Linked DNA regions of Drosophila melanogaster: region 2 is linked to region 1. The links are chromatin contacts, called in public targeted proximity ligation maps. All regions are on one chromosome and are shown on one strand. The core of a region is the stretch at or near the end of the contact, and the rest is flanking DNA. Distances in the headings are between cores, read along the strand shown.

What was found.
Region 2: a contact with region 1 is called in a targeted proximity ligation map of the Kc167 cell line, with 10 times the contacts expected there. A contact is called at or near these places in 2 of 107 Hi-C or Micro-C datasets (the OSC cell line and the S2 cell line) and 1 of 7 datasets of targeted methods (the Kc167 cell line).

The regions. Positions count from the first base shown.
Region 1 is chr3L:25,118,711-25,124,065 of dm6, reverse strand. UQCR-11 (Ubiquinol-cytochrome c reductase 11 kDa subunit) reads right to left here and starts at 3,317. Exons shown (of 5, transcript NM_001300710.1): 1 at 3,248-3,317; 2 at 3,081-3,172; 3 at 2,253-2,448; 4 at 1,080-1,176. The coding sequence starts at 3,164. The coding sequence ends at 2,425.
Region 2 is chr3L:26,011,107-26,016,633 of dm6, reverse strand. It overlaps l(3)80Fg (lethal (3) 80Fg), which reads left to right and starts at 2,522. Exons shown (of 12, transcript NM_001015187.3): 1 at 2,522-2,613; 2 at 3,066-3,091.

The DNA.
Region 1 (5,355 bases), core at 2,068-4,567:
TCTACAACCCAGGTCGGGTTGTAAAGTTATTTTAGATGACCTTACTAAACAGTCCGCTAGAAGTTGTTTAACCTCTGCATTGATGAATTTAGTCACACCAATGGGATGCGGCTATGATTTTGAATATACTGGCTCCCCATCTGTTTTATTTGTGGCGATAGTATTTATATTGAATGGTAATGCCCCGTCTGGGTCAGCGAAGGCTTTGTGATTTTTAACAATCATTTTATCGAAGGAGTTTTTAATACGTCTTCATCATCGATTTCAATGAAGCTAACGTTTTCTGCCCTAGTAAACTGGATCTTTTCAGTTCCGTTACTAGTATTTAGAACATTTCTGGTAAAATCAAGTTTTGCATTTAATTGTTTAGAATTGTTTAGAATTAGAATTGTTCAGAATAAAAAAGGGTGTTTTTACGTTAAACACCGAAACAAGACATTTTTAATTAATTTTGGCCATGGATTTACTATACAGTAAAGGGTTTTTCTGTCCCGGGAGAGGAGTAATATAATTTTTTGAGGTGCCCGTATCGAGTAATAGTTTTATTTCTCCTCCAGCCACCCTACGTGTAATGTTAGGGAACTTTACCCTAAAAAATTTCACGATCCTCTGCATCCAGTTCGTCCTCTACTTCTATGGCGCTTGCTTGGGCAACGAAGTCATTATCTTCTTTGCTGAGACCGTGCTGACCGCCCTCATTACCATCTTGTAGTTTGTTTGGACCGGGAGGAGGGGTCAACTTCCATTGGCTCTAGCGCCAGTTGGCTTTGCCCATTACCTGCACTTTTGTGTGGCTTTTGTTTAAAGAAACCACTTTGAGTTCTAACAAACATTGGAGTTCTAACAAAATGGGGTTTTTTTTAACCGCCCCCGAATTTTGGTTCGTCGTATGACTGCAAACTTTTCCAACCTGCCTGTCGCGCTGGTTGTTTGGCCAATAGGCTCTTTGTAAAAAAGGGTGAAAGCAATACAAGCAGATTGGAACAGGAGTTAAAAGCAATACATTGACCAATAACCCACTTTAGACCCTATATTTACGGTAAACATTTTACAGTCAAAGCAGATCGTAGATCACTCACCAATTTGTTTTCAAAGTTGACTCGTATAAGACTTGAATTGGGGGAATATAGTTTTACAGTTGATCTCAGAGGAAAAGAAAATTATTTTGCTGATGCGCTACAAAGAATAACCACCAAAGAATTAAAAGACATTACTGGTAATATAATGAAAGTCACTTCACGATTACAAAGTAGTCAAAAATATTGCGCAGGAGGAACGCACAAAACATCCTTGCATATGCAATCGATAGAAAACGTGATAGTAAATAAAATGTTGTTTTTTTAAACAAGGAAAAACAATTACTGCAAGATATGACATTTCAAAGGCTTAGAAGGTATGTCTAAAGAAATCAGAACCTACAACAAGAAATGTCTAAAATGCAAAAAAATAAAATAACTAAGCATACGGAAAACCCCAATAACAGAAACCCCCTATGCTTTCGACAAAGTAATAGTGGGTAATATAGGTCCTCCTCTACCAAAGTCGGATAATGGTAATGAGTCTTCAGTCACCTTTATTTGTAACTTAACTAAATATTTAGTTGCAATACCAATACTATATAAGATCGCAAGTCGCTAATTCAATTTTCGAATCCTTTATCCTGACTTACGGTCCATTGAAAACGTTCATGGGTACAGAGTATAAGCACTCAATAATCAACGATTTTTGCAAAAATTTTAAAATTAAAAATTTAACATTTACCGCTCACCACCATCTGAAAACTTATCAGTTGAATACATATCAGTTGATAAAACTGATTGGGACCTGTGGCTTCAGAATTTCGTACATTGTTTTATACAACCCGTTCTATAGTTTCCATATAGTTTTTGGCAGAGCAGCCGATTTATCATATAGGAAAGAAGGAAAGTAAATGAAGATTGGAAGTACCATATAAGAAAACTAGAACTATGCATGAAGAGTATAAATGAAAGAATAATGAAAATAATGACTTACACATAACAAAATAAAAATAGCAGTGGGAGATAGTTTTGTTATGAAATTAAGTAACTAAACAAAAAACAAGTAGTTCATAATTACACGTTAAAACTTTTTTATTCATAGTTGATGGCATCACTTAATGAAAACAATATCAATAAAAATAAACTAAAATAAAAAAGAAGCCCACTCAGTAAACTCATATTACTTTACTCAATACAAATACTTCAATGTATTATAAATATATACATACGTACAGACACATTTGCAGCGCAAATGCATTGCATAAGCGCTGGCAATGGAAAACATGGGCAAATGGTTCCACCTTTTAAATTTCGAAAATTCGATATCGGAATATCGAAAAAAACTGGCACCAGAATGTCAAAGAATAGTCAGTAGGGTCTGTTATGTTTTGGGGATGCGTAGCCTTCACTGTCTTGGGAGATTTGGTTCCTGTTGATGGACACATGAATCAAATAAAATATTTAGATGTCCTTAATAATAATGATGATGAATTGATTGGAGAGTCCTTCATACTCCAGCATGATAATGCTCCCTGTTATAAGACCAAACTGATTACTGTTTCTGAAAAATGTTTGCATAAAAACATTGGATTGGCCACCTCAAATTCCAGCCCTCAACTTAATAGAATACCCTTGGTTTAGTATTAAAACAAAGGCGTGCAAATACTTATGCCCACTAGTGTAGTATTACCTACCCAATTTCGCTTCTAAAAGGTTCTGATCACCAAAAGGCACAAAACACGTATAAAACTCGATAAAGAGATTTGTTTATTTATGTTCTTATTTTTAAGCACTGCCCTTCCCTTTAATGGAATTGACTTTAATGGTATTTACTTAAGCTTTGTAAAAAGACTGTGCGAAACGCAATGATCTAACTCAGCAACATAGTCAAATAATTCTTCGATGCAAGTCTCAGTTGTTTTGGATCGCCCATTAACACGATCATTGCACTCTTGGTACTTATTGTACAAGGATTCTATGTGACCTTTAGCTTGACATTTTTCCTGTTGCATAAAAATCAGTTTAGTGTTATATTAAATGATGTAAAGAAATCTTTTTTACCCTTAAAACTGCTTGAGGGTCAACTAAGTCCTCTTCGTCATCAGCTCTGACGGCGGGAAGCGAAAACCAGTTCCTAAAAGCCATTATTAATGCTAAAAAGAGAATAAACTAGTCAGAATTCAAAAACATATATAGTACCAAATTTTATGAATATGAACGTAAATTACATTTTTGAAAAATAACTATAACCTTTAAGACCGCTATGATGCAATCACAATGTATTTTATGTATGCCTGAATTATGAGGGCCAGACCAACAAAAACAGATTATTTTATGCATATATATCAATTAGCTAAGCTTATAGCCTAGCCCCAATAGAATACATCTTTATGAACCGTTTGCAATTTTACCTAGATGTTAAAATCTGTTCACACAAGGTACAATCAAAGCAATTAAAATAATTTTTGGCCAGTTGTCCGCCGTGACGGGGGTCAGATAATTTTTTTTAGGCTATAAACTTTTATTTAAAACTTTTCATAATTTTTTCCTGATTCCCTTGATACATGTTTTTGGAGGCAAACATTTAAAAATGACGTGGTGTTTTTAAAACGAAATTCAATCAGCTAAAAGCTGATAAAAAAAGTGGATAAAATATCTACTGAAAATTAATAATTACTAATTCGTTGTGGGCCAGAGTTGTCTTCTCTGTCTTTTTGGTTCTTTTTGCTCTAGTTTTTAAACAATAACTAATTAAAAGCAATCAAATAAATATATGCTTAAGTGATAGAAAGTTTTCATAAAACTGATGCGAAAACTTCTTTATTGATATATACAACTATGCGTGTTCTCTATAAAATTACACACACAAATAAAATTTGTATTGAATAGTTGTTGTAATTTGTATTTGAATAGGAACCATAGTGTGGTAAAAAGCAGAATAAAAAGACCTAAAATATTTGAAACTAACCTTAATTTTTTTATTAGTATGCGCGAGTACCTTCTTCAACCCGTGGACCATCCGCTCGCATACGCCTCCTGCCCGGCATTGAAATTTTCATTCCATTTAATTTGATGACAGTTCGTTCTACATCTTCTCCGTTTTGACTCCTCAATCTGGCCACCGGTCCACGGCAGCTTATAAAATTCCTCAGTGCGACTGTCGACAATTCCTGGGCCATCTTTAGACCCCGACTGCTGCTTCCCTGAAGTACACACACTTCCGACAGGAACGTGTACTGCAAGAAACCTTGAAGCAGCTCCTAATCCCGGGACTTGGCTGCGTCATTATAGATTACGTAGATTATACGTATTTTGGTAGGTTCATTTGGATTTTCGACACCGAAGTGTGGCAGACACTGTCACTGTCACTGTACGTATCATCTTGACATAGCCATTTTCAATTTCTCTGTATGCTGTCAATGTTGATGACCCTCATATTATAGCTGCCTGTCAGCCTCACCTCGTAATTCTTCCATAGCAGACCAGTTAAGGATTGTAAGCCCACAGTAAACTAAATTCCATCAATCCTACAGAACCGCGCCATATGTCCCTTTTCTAAGCACAGAAAATAGATTCGATGCTTCTTTGCAAAGTTTATTCGAGACATTAGAGACGCATGAGTAAACAAAGACACTAGAATAATTTTAAAAAATGAGGAAAACCTAAAATGGTTCAAAAGTGTGTTTTGGGCGTTTTGTTTGTGTTTGCGTGACCAAAGTGTCTTTGGTATGCCGATTAAAATGCCGGAAGACAAACAATAAAACGAAGAAGAATCAAACATTTTTCAATGGTAAGGTCGGTTTTGGGCGGTTTGTTCACGCTAGAGTGGGCATGGCAAAACTTTTTTTTTTGCAAAATCGATAAAAGACTAATATTAATACGAAATAATATAAAAACATTTTTAAAAAGTGTGGGCGAGGCAGTTTTTGGCGGTTTGTGGGCGTGGCAAAAAGTTTTTAGGAATACCGTTAGAAATTTACAAAACTAATACTGTTTAACTAATAAGCTCTTCTATTAGCTATTTGCAAAGAAAAGACGATTTCTATGCAGCGATCTCGAACGATAATTTATTTTTTTATCAATTGCACGGGTCCCACGGCCACACCTCCCGCCCAACCGACCGAGTGGCGCTGTCGTGTATTGTTTATGCATAAATTACTAAAGAATATGATGAATAATTGGAGAGCGACTTATTTGCAGAGGAAACAGCAGAACTCCAAGTCAAAGGTGTAGGTGCGACCAAAGACACTAGAATTGCATGTGGTATTGACTTGACCGACGCACAGCAGTTCGTAGAAGAGACTAGCGCCAATCATTAAGTCTATGGGTAGAAAAC
Region 2 (5,527 bases), core at 1,273-3,772, 890 kb before region 1:
CTAACTCGCAGGGACGAGAAGTGTTATGGCGGGGGTCAAGTGATGATGACTGCACTATAACAGCTAACTCGCAGGGACGAGAAGTGTTATGGCGGGGTTCAAGTGATGATGACTGCACTATAACAGCTAACTCGCAGGGACGAGAAGTGTTATGGGGGGGGTCAAGTGATGATGACTGCACTATAACAGCTAACTCGCAGGGACGAGAAGTGTTATGGCGGGGGTCAAGAGATTGGGTGTGAGAGAAGACACGCCAATGTTATTATGAGAAATTAAAGTCATGGAAAATGTAAATAGTTTGAAGTTTTGATATGTAAATTGGAGATGTCTTTGTTAAAGAAAAATCAGTCATGAGATGAATTGTCAATTAAATAATTACTGATTATTACTTGTTGTCATTAATTGTTCTTAAGTTGACGAAGTTGTGTGACTTGGACTTGATTGGTGGATTAGGCACACGAGGACGTGTGAAAGGTCAGGAAGGCCGTGTCGGAGCGCGACTCTTCGCATTCCAGAAATTCCTTCTGTGATTTCATATTCTGATGAAATTGTAATATTGCGGTAAAATTCTGTCGAGCGCTGCGGCAGAGGCACGAACAGCCTCTGCAGCTGAGTGAGGTCCGATCGAGTGGTCATAAATAGTGTGTTAGAGAGAGATGACAATGTGGCACACGCCAGTGTGTATAGCCATTAGAGAATATGATGAAGAAGGGACATGTAAGAAGATCCCTGCAGTGAAGTTTGACTGCTGACGTCGATCGGAACTTGCTGCGCTGACGCACAAAATCGCGAAGTGAATAAATAATATGGATGAGACTCCTGTTTCACCGACATATATATATATATTTAACAAATAGCTTCTATTTTTTATTACTTAATATTTATTTCTCTTATACTGTTACAAGACACTGTATTACTAGGTGATCTTCTAATTCTTACTCCTAATCCAATCAACCTCAGCCAGAAGCTTTTGATTCGAACTTTTTGAACTTTCAGTAATGTTAAGGATCAAAGCTTTATGCTGAAGTTATTTCACAGCATTGTGAGATTGAAGTTGCTGACTAATGGTGTTCATGGCTTGGTCTCGAAATGGAGGTTGTGTTTACTTTAATTTTGGTTACTTAAGTGGAAAGTGTTGGCGACAAAAACAAGGTCAAAGGCAGCCTAAGTGTTGGCGATAAAAACAAGGGTAAAGGCAGCCTAAGTGTTGGCGACAAAAACAAGGGTAAAGGCAATGCTGCTGAGATGGGAGTTTGAAATTTGTTTATTAACTGGGGCAGATTGCTATATGTATGGGTTGGATAACTTGCAGGCGGCGTATCTAGACGGCTGAGCTCAAAACTGAGAAAGTTTGTCTCTCCGAACGCTGTGCACAAATATAAGCGTAAAGATAAGAAGGTATGCAAACGTTTGCTTTAATAAATAGCAACAGAATGATTGATGTACGTTAATATTAACTTTTACTAATGGTCTTGTAGCATTAAGCTGCCGGCTGCATAGCCCAAAAGATGAGATTAGTCAGAGGTCCAGATAAGGTATTACCTCTTATATCTAGCATATTTATAAAACTTAGATGTACGAATTTTAATTTAAAAAGCCTTTAATCTTACAATATAGGTTTTATTTGTAAGTGGTAACAGCTTGTTTAAACTTATTATACTTTTTAATAGAAACGAAATTTTATCTACTATTTAATCTTATCTACTTATTATATCCAACAAAAGGTCTAATAAATTTCAGAATACAATTTTTATAGTATATTAAAAAATCATTCAGTAAAAAAATTATCGATAAACCTAACAAAAATAACTAAAAAAAAATATATATTGGAATATTTCTAAACTACTTCTTCTAAGTACCTTTTGGGATAAGACTTCTTACAAGGGCCTGGGTGTCAAAAAAAAAAAAAGTTATTTTGGTCACTATTTGGTCTACTTTTATAAATATATCGCGTTTTAAATGTACAATTGTTTCTATCACATATTGCATACCCAACGAATTTATTCCATCAATATTTTAGTTGCGATGAAATAAAATTTTGAATATGTTAATATTGTTAAATACAAAATATATATAAACTTCTTAATAAATTTATATAATTTATATATTCTATTTTGTCTTTGAAAGCATTCAAAATATTTTGTAGCTTCACGAAGTAGCTTTTTTTGCTTTTTTTCTTTCTTGTTTAACATTGTGGTCGTGCCAAAAATATAAATAAACTAAATAGAATTTAACTTAATAAAAACACGCGTCACGATTTCTAAATATTTTTACTTGTTTACTTGGTAATTTTCAATTGCTCACAATTAGAAACCGGCAAGGTGCGGCGCTGATATGTTCAACGATGTCTCCGCCACAAGAGTTCCTTGCCATAACAGGCATCGGAACAATAATGTGAATGGGGTATAATTTTGTTGATGATGGTTCATTGTCACTCAAACAAGTCTATTAGAGTCTGTTCACACTGTGTCTACGGTTGCGGCGAAATAACATATGGATGTTAGCACCTTAGTTGCGTACTATATAGGCTTGGATATGAAATCACGGAAGCGTTTAACATTCGCGTTTATCTTCGTTGCCAGTGCCAATTGCTGAACACAACGTAACTACAGTGTAAGCATCCCTAAAATTACACTTAATATATTATCAATGGATAATAAATATCATTAATACATAATAACAATACCTAGTAAAGCAAAATTGCAATTAATAAACGTTCTGTATATGACGCTTTTGTTATTTGTAATTATAAGCTTAAATAAGGTATTATCGCCTTGGAGCGTGAAAAGTACACACAAGTAGCGTTAATAATATGACTGCTGTTGTTGCGAATGTTGCTGCGGAATCGATTTTGTGATTACTCAGCAGTCTAAACACAGTATTACTCAATATTTCTAGTATACCTATATACTCTGGTCTTACATGGTAGGTATTGATTGTAAATGTAAAAGGTTTATTTAAAGTTGTTATTGTTTTTTGATATATAATAAACGAACATATAAAGAATTATTCACTTCATCATACTATGCCCAACAATAAAAAATGGAATAAATTGCTTGTTACAGTGTTGTTCACCGTATCTGGAAAGAACGTAAGTAAATTTATAATTATTATTCCGGATCACGGGTTTTCAAGTATTTTTCGAGTGTTTTACCAAAAATAATTACTATTCCATTAGACCAGTTCGGAAACTCTGTTTCATAGTTTATCTATATCTATCATATCTATAAGCATAGTTCGTAGTTTTAGCAATTCTGAATACATTTTACATACATATATTTTACATATGTATGAATAAAAGAGGGTGTTCCCAAAAATAAAACAAACATTTAATATATATAACATGTTTTTTTATTTACTTATTTATTTATAATATTATTCCGTAGCAACACGGCTGGTGCTAATTTATTTTCTTCATTTATATCCTGGTAGAGGAATAGGAAAACATCTGTAAGATAAAGATAATTGTCGTTAGAATAACAGAGCGAAAAAATCTAAACATTTGCTCTTTGCTCTTTGCTCTGCTCTTGCTTGTTGCATGGCTCCAATTAATGTTAAATATTGTTTTAATAATTATGTTACATATACAGTGAATTTTTGACTTTAAAGCTGAAAATTAAGGATTCTTTGCTTATTTAAACTCAATTTTTTTTATAAAATATAATTAAACAATATTTATTTTACTTATAAATCAAAAAACAAATTAAAAATATTAAATATACAAGAAAATATACAACAAATTCCAAGTTTACACACTTAATGCATTTCTATACAATATATTTTGTGTACACTATTGTTTTATACTATTAAAAAAAATTCGAAAACTTTAATCAGACATGCTCCGGTCAAAGACACTAGAATAACAAGATGCGTAGCGCCATACGATTTTTTGGCACACGATTTTTTTCGCTGTGGCTCTAGAGGTGGCTCCAGGCTCTCTCGAATTTTTGTTTGAGAGTGGAGAGCGCTAAAGCGAACAGGTATTTTCAACGCATACAGTGTTAGCAGACAACTGTATGTGTGCACACGTATGCTCATGCATTGTAAATTTGACAAAATATGCCCTTCACCTTGGAAGTTCTTAGACTTTAAATCTATATTATTTTTGATCAATTGGCACCATGGGAAAACTTCTTTTTTTGCATTGCCGAATTATAATATTACAAAATACATTTCAAAAATGACTTTATATTAGAATATTTGTCATTAGAGTATTCAGCTTGCGACGTGTAAAAAAATAATAAAGCAATGTTTGTTAAGTGCTTGTGTCCGCACTTTGTGCCTTAAGATATGAATTGCAATAAACAGTTTTCATATTTTTATTTATTTTATAAATTTATATATTCTACTACGTACTATTTTTTTGAAATATTTATTTCTCTATGTAATGTCTTCTTTTTGGAAAATGTATGTTTTAAATTACAGTAGTTATAATATTGTTATAATTAAATTCCTTTGTATTTGCTTTAATTATTTAGTATATTTATTAAGTCATTTGACTTAATATGATGTATTTAAATGATCCACTTTTATTATGTAAAATGCACATTAGATTCAGTTGTTCAGTTTCAGTTTTTTTTTGTTATATTCAATATATCATATTGCTACGAAATTTGGCAAAACTCCCCAAATATGTAAATTCGGTTCCTTGATTAGATTACAAACAACACTTCTGCCCCTCCTTTAAATTAATTAATTAACCAACAGTATGGACCCTTCGCGATAAATTAAGCGACGCCTTGACAAATCTAATTTTTTGCTGCAGACGGCAAAATGTTGTTTCTCAAATCTTCTCAAATTTATTTTATAAAATAACTAAGTTATAACTAACCTCCGATTAAACAATGTTCCCCGTGGTAAATAAGATCTGATTTGATATAAAAAAGGCATATACTTTTCATTTTCTTTACGAATTCAAAAACCGGAGAACCGATTTTGCGATTTCAAAATCGAAATCGTTAAGTTTTTTCGAATTTGATTACCCGTGCATGACCAAATTTGCCGAATTTACATGTGTACTAAACAGATATTAAAAAATCTTACGGTGCCTTTAGTTTTTTGAATTCGGAGTATATCGATTTTTATAATAAATATTTAATAATATATAAGTTGAAAAACTTCCATTCTCGATCGTGCACAGTCGATGATAATACATAAAGTACACGTTTTTTATAGATAGTTAAAGTTTTACCTTATATCTTATATTATTTTAAAACTATTTACATTATATTCATTCGGCTAACCTGAATACAGATCAACCACGATCTTTATGAACAAAGAAAAAAAGTTTCGTTAACATTAGAGGCTAACTTATTGATTCATGATTTCTGCGAGCTCACGGATGCTTACAAGCATCCAGCATCAATAAAAACCAGATGCTTTCCCTTTGAAATTATGATCGGTAATGGAGGCTCAATGGTCTACATGGAGTGTATGAAACGGGATACAACGTAAGGTTTTGTTATGAATAGATCTCAGCACCAAATGCAAAATGCACGAAAAACAATTTCTAATAAAATGCTCCGCT